Linked DNA regions of Mus musculus: region 1 is linked to region 2. Evidence: chromatin contacts called from public Hi-C data. All regions are on one chromosome and are shown on one strand. The core of a region is the stretch at or near the end of the contact, and the rest is flanking DNA. Distances in the headings are between cores, read along the strand shown. Region 1 overlaps Clta (clathrin, light polypeptide (Lca)). Region 2 holds the start of Ccdc107 (coiled-coil domain containing 107).

The links. Hi-C and Micro-C count contacts between places; a contact is called where the count stands out from the background.
Region 1: a Hi-C map of CD4 T cells shows a contact between it and region 2, with 3 times the contacts expected there. The contact joins the enhancer-like site here to the promoter of Ccdc107 in region 2. A contact is called at or near these places in 1 of 39 promoter capture datasets (pre-B cells), 1 of 484 Hi-C or Micro-C datasets (CD4 T cells), 1 of 115 datasets of contacts at active chromatin or transcription factors (microglia) and 2 of 9 other capture datasets (adipose tissue and liver).

What each region holds. Positions count from the first base shown.
Region 1 is chr4:44,021,140-44,023,839 of GRCm38.p6, reverse strand. The region is part of intron 4 of Clta (clathrin, light polypeptide (Lca)); the gene reads right to left. Among named protein-coding and RNA genes, the nearest start is that of Clta, 18 kb to the right of the region's middle. Within about 2 kb of position 1,414, at least 54 of the 459 cell types and tissues checked have an H3K27ac peak or open chromatin away from gene starts, as enhancers often do.
Region 2 is chr4:43,491,949-43,494,648 of GRCm38.p6, reverse strand. Ccdc107 (coiled-coil domain containing 107) reads right to left here and starts at 1,284. Exons shown (of 6, transcript NM_001037913.2): 1 at 1,113-1,284; 2 at 890-1,041. The coding sequence starts at 1,218. It also overlaps Rmrp.

The DNA.
Region 1 (2,700 bases), core at 165-2,664, 530 kb before region 2:
CACATGAGACCCGTCTACTTGGGGTCCCGCTAAAGCCTCTGACACACTGGCAGGATTTCTGATGGTCCTGTCCATGACACACACGGGGCAGAGGATAAACCAATGGATTCTCAAAGTTGAGGAGGCCACATGAGCTTCAATGAAATAAAACCTACCACCAAACCCAAATCCAAGTGGACTACCCCCCAATTACTGCCCTTCTGTGGCTGGCAAGATGGCCCTGGGGTAGAAGCACTTGCCATGCAAGCCTCATGACCCAAGCCCAATCCTGGGTTCCACAGTGGAACCTTGAAATGTTTAAAACTTTAATTGCCTTTTGATTGGACTATATTCTATGCATTCTAACAATCATTAAAGTTATTTTTTGTTAGGGCTAGGCATGACAGCACACACCTTTAGTCCCAGTACTAGTAGGCAGAGGCAGATGGTTCTCTGTAAATTTGAGGCAGTCTGATCTAAGTATCAAGTTCCAGGACAGCCAGAGAAACAAGAGATACACAATAGAGAGACCGTGGTTTTTTTTGTTTTTGTTTTTTTAAAAAGTCTTTCTTTTCTCAAGTTTCATTGCATGGCCCAAAATGGATTTGCTGTATAGCTCAAACTGGCCTCAAACTTGTATGTTTCTCAATTACTAGGATTAGAGGGGGTATCACCATAGCCAGCGTACGTATTTTTCATTAAATGTTAGGATCAGTCTAACTGAAGTAAGATGGGCAGTCATCTGTAAGTAACAGTGTGTGCAGTATAAAACCCAGGCTGCCTGTCTGTCTGCTGGCTTACAGATTCACTGTGTGCTAGCACAAGTAACTGAGAGTCCTTACTGTTCAGCCTGATGGGACACAGCTCTAACAGCACGAGCTGGCGCGGGAAGGAAGGAGCCTCCTGAGAGCGAGGCACGCTGACGGGAACCTTCCTCCCCAGCCAGCCTCACCACTCCTTATAGGAGCCATTTGAGACCACGGCCACCGGCTCCGCTTCAACACCGTGCTTTCTCAGTTCTTACAGAAAAAAAGGGTGAAACCACAGAAACCCCCTGCCAACAAACATTGACTGCAATACAAGACCAAATGTTCGACTTTCCCTGAAGTGGCCATCTTGAGTTGGGACTGGGGATGCGCACCTGTAATCCCCGTGCCCAGGAAGCTCCTAAGTTTAAAGCCAGTTTGGTATGCACAACAAATCTCAGGCCAAATAGGGCTACACTATGAGACTCTGTGGTGGAGCTGGATGAAGGAGCCCCAGCTAAGAAAATTCTTCAAAGAGTTGCTCAAAACCCAAACTTGGTGGTTAGAAAAAAGAAAGAAGACATTTCCTACCACCAAAATGTACTTCCTGTGAGACAAACTCTGCCTCCAAGCCGTCACTAAAGACAGACAACGAGCAAGCAAACAACCACAGCTGCTAAGCCCTGTCATCCTGTTTGCAAGTCCCTTAACAACGCTCTCCAACACAGGAGCTTCCAGCCACACATGGCCACTGGAGTGTAAGCTTACTAAACATAAGTAAAGTTTAAAACTGAGTTTCTGAATCAGTTACAAGGACTTGAATACCCACATATGGTCAGGGCTACGATACTGTGTATTATCACAAACAAACTGGCCAGAGGCATAGATACCAAGTATCTCTACCTAGGAAAAGCCATTTAGTTACTGCTATTCAGGGTCACTCTGTTTTGAAAGCTTTGAAACTAGGGATAAAAGGTCTGGCACTGACTGGTTAGGCTATTTGGACAAGGTCTCTCCCTACTTCTAGGAGTCAGTTACCCCATCTGAAACCTAGGGAGCCATGTTTCATTAGGTAGAGTCTGGGAGAATACTGGCATAAGTACATGAAGACTTCGCCACTTCTAGGAGTCGCCCGTATGATAGAGCTGACCGGCCAATCAGAAGGAGTATGTGCACATCTCTCTATAAACCACACAGGGGTGATGGAGAGGCCCCAGCAGTTAGGAGCATTTGTTGCTCTTACAGAGCATCCAGGTTAGGTTCTTAGCACCCACACGGTGGCTCTCAACCATCTATCTTGGTTCCAAGGCATCCCAAACCCTCTTCTGGCCTCTGAAGGCACCAGGCACCACTGGTGTGTGTATGTAAACAAAACACTAAGGCACACAAAATATAATAAACAAATCTAAAAATAAATGAAGCCCACACATAGAGAGGCACACTCTTAACTAAATGAAAGCCATTAAGAGCTGGCATTGTAGCGTACGCCTTTACTCTCGGCACTCAGCAGCCCAACCCCGTCTACACAGCGAGCCCCAGGACAGGCAGGGCTACAAAGAGATGCTATTGGTCACCTCCTCACACTGTCACAGCAGGCTTCCCTCATCTTGAAGGAATAGGTGACATTAAGGTATACAATTCTACCAGAAGCTGATGCCAAGGCAGGGCCTGGCCTGCCCGGCGAGATGGCCATGCACACAGACGCACTTAGGAAGCAGTGTGGCTGGTGGGATGGATGTGGATCCCGAAGCACAGCAGACAAACTCACATTTGTTTTTACCACTTCTTAGCTGTGTGCTTCAAACAATCCACTTATAATCCTCAATACCTTTACTCATAAAAATGCAAAAGGGAGCTGGAGAGATGGCTCAGCAGCTAGGAGCTCTGGCTGCTCTTCCAGAGGACCTGGGTTCAATTCCCAATACCCACATGGCAGCTCACAACTGTCTGTAACTCCTGTCCCAGGGGATCTGAC
Region 2 (2,700 bases), core at 35-2,534:
ATTCTCCCAGTGCTCTGATAGGTAGATAAAGCACAAGCCTCCTTCAGAACCTTTAATTGGAAAGTGGGTTATCATAACACCGTGAAACTGTCAGCCGCCATGCCTACCTCTCTTCCACGGGTCCCGCTCCTCTTCTCAACTGCTTATGTATTCTTCTCCATGCATAAGACAGAAATACTGGTCTCGAACTCACAAGAGCTGTTCCTGCCTCTGTCTCCCCTGAATGCTGGGATTAAAGGCGTCTAACACTACGCCTGGGTAGAATTTATTAATCTATCTTTAAACTCCAATCTTCATCCTAGCCTGTCAAGTCTGCCTGGCTCTTTAATCTCATCTAGTTTTATGTTACTAATTAGTTCAGCCTCTATTCCCCTGTGCAAGTAATTGACCAGAGTTGAAGATAAAGCACTGGGTGGTAGGTTCCACTTTCCATGTCAACAGTTTCAAAGTAATCAGAATGTACAGTCAGTTCACATTTCAGGGTTTCCTTCCTAAGGAGAGCACGAAACGGCTTGGTGTCTGGTCCACTAGACACTCTGTTGCTGCCGCGATTAACTCCTTGGGCCAAGGTTGGAGCCTCAGCAGCAACTTCTTTTTTTGCATACTGACACTAGTTGGGTTAAAACCCCACTTACATCAGACACTAAGTGGATGAGCTCCAGATTGAAAATCGATCGTCACTGGAGAGAGGAGTAAAAGTAACGGTTTCTACAATTTCTCAGCCCCCTACATCCATTATCTCTCTGGATCCTCGAATGCCCCAATAATGTGGAAAAACCAAGGAACGAGCCTTCATTTTACAGGTAGCCGGGAAGCGGTTGTTCTTGGTACTGTAGCGGCCCCAGGAGATTAAGGCCCAGGGCTCCCACAACCCACCGCCATACCGCACCTGCAAACACTTGAACAGCACAAAAGCCACGACGGCCGCGGTGTACAGAGCGCCCAAAGACAGCGATCCGGCCCGGGCTCGCTCGCGCTGATCCTTGGGTGGCGGCTGCCGCCGAGGTTCGGTGGTTCCCGGACTGACCTGGGAGCCCCGTTCTGTGGATTAAAGCCATCGGTCAGTTTCTACTAGGCAGTCCCAGCCTCCCTCCAGCAGCTCTCGCAGGTACCTGGGTGTGCCCCCAGATCGGCGCTGGGGCGCTCCCCAAGGACTCCAAAAGGCGCAGACACAAGCAGCAGCCCCAGAATACTCAACACGGGGCCAGCGCCCTCCATGCCTGGCCCACCAGAATCGCACGCCGGGTACCCCGCGTTCCAGCGCTGGGCCTCCGGCCGTAGTGCGCACGCGCAGGAGACCACGCCTACATCGGGGGGGCTGAGTCCCTTAAGGCGGCCACGCCCATCTCAGGATGGGTTTAAGCAATATTTGCATAAACCACGCCCACCTAGCGTTCCTACATTAATTAATGACCTATCTATTTATAGCTTTCTTAAACAATTATGTCTCCAGAATCTTTCAGGATAAAGTATCATGCCTAAAACAATGGCTCATTGTTTTTCTACCTAGAGAGACCAATTTTCTCACCATAACCAAAAAATTAAGCCTGTTGTAGAGTCATAAATTAGTCGCGCCTAGAAGCTAAGGCAGCTCGCTCTGAAGGCCTGTTTCCTAGGCTACATACGAGGGACATGTTCCTTATCCTTTCGCCTAGGGGAAAGTCCCCGGACCACGGGCAGAGAGTGCCGCGTGCACACGCGCGTAGACTTCCCCCGCAAGTCACTGTTAGCCCGCCAAGAAGCGACCCCTCCGGGGCGAGCTGAGCGGCGTGCAGCGGGGCGTCATCCGTCAGCTCACATAGTGACGCAGGCAGTGCGACCTGGCTCGCACCAACCACACGGGGCTCATTCTCAGCGCGGCTACACTTTTATTTATTTATTTTTGTTTGTTTGTATTTTGGTTTTTTGACAGGGTTTCTCTGTGTAGCCCTGGCTGTCCTGGCACTCACTTTGTAGACCAGGCTGGCCTCGAACTCAGAAATCCTCCTGCCTCTGCCTCCCGAGTGCTGGGATTAAAGGCGTGCGCCACCACGCCCGGCCACTTTTATTTCTATACAACCTTCAGAGCCAGATGTGAATGTACTAATTAGGAAATCAAGGTCACCCTTTCCTAAGAAAAGAAGAAAGAAAACGGAGACAAATCTGAATTCCTAATTTATTCTTTAATAGCTGTAATTCTTTTTTTAGACTGCTAGTCCAAAGAGAGCAAGACTGTGGGTTTTGCTTTTTTGTTTTTTTCCATTTTACTGTCCGAGCCTAGTCACTTGTTGCTAGGGGAACTTGAGGAAGTGAATGAAATTAATGAATGAATGTTCACAGCGACTCAAAAGGCAAATATACAACTAGGTCCTTCTGGGTCTCATGTAACCTGGGCTGGCTTCATTCTCATGTAGCTGGAGCTGGCCTAGAACTCCTAACCCTCCTGCTTCCATTTCTCAAATGCTGGGATTATGTAGTAGCAAGCACATAAGATTCACAGAGCTGCCAGATGTGGCACCACACTCCTTTAATCCCAGCAGTGGGGAGACAAAAGCAGACAGATCTCTATGAGTTCAAGGCCTGGTCTACATAGTGAGACCCTCTCTCAAAACCGAACAAAAGGAATGAAGACTGAAGTGTGGACACTATGCCCCTCCTTAGATTTGGGAACAAAACACCCATGGAAGGAGTTACAGAGACAAAGTTTGGAGCTGAGATGAA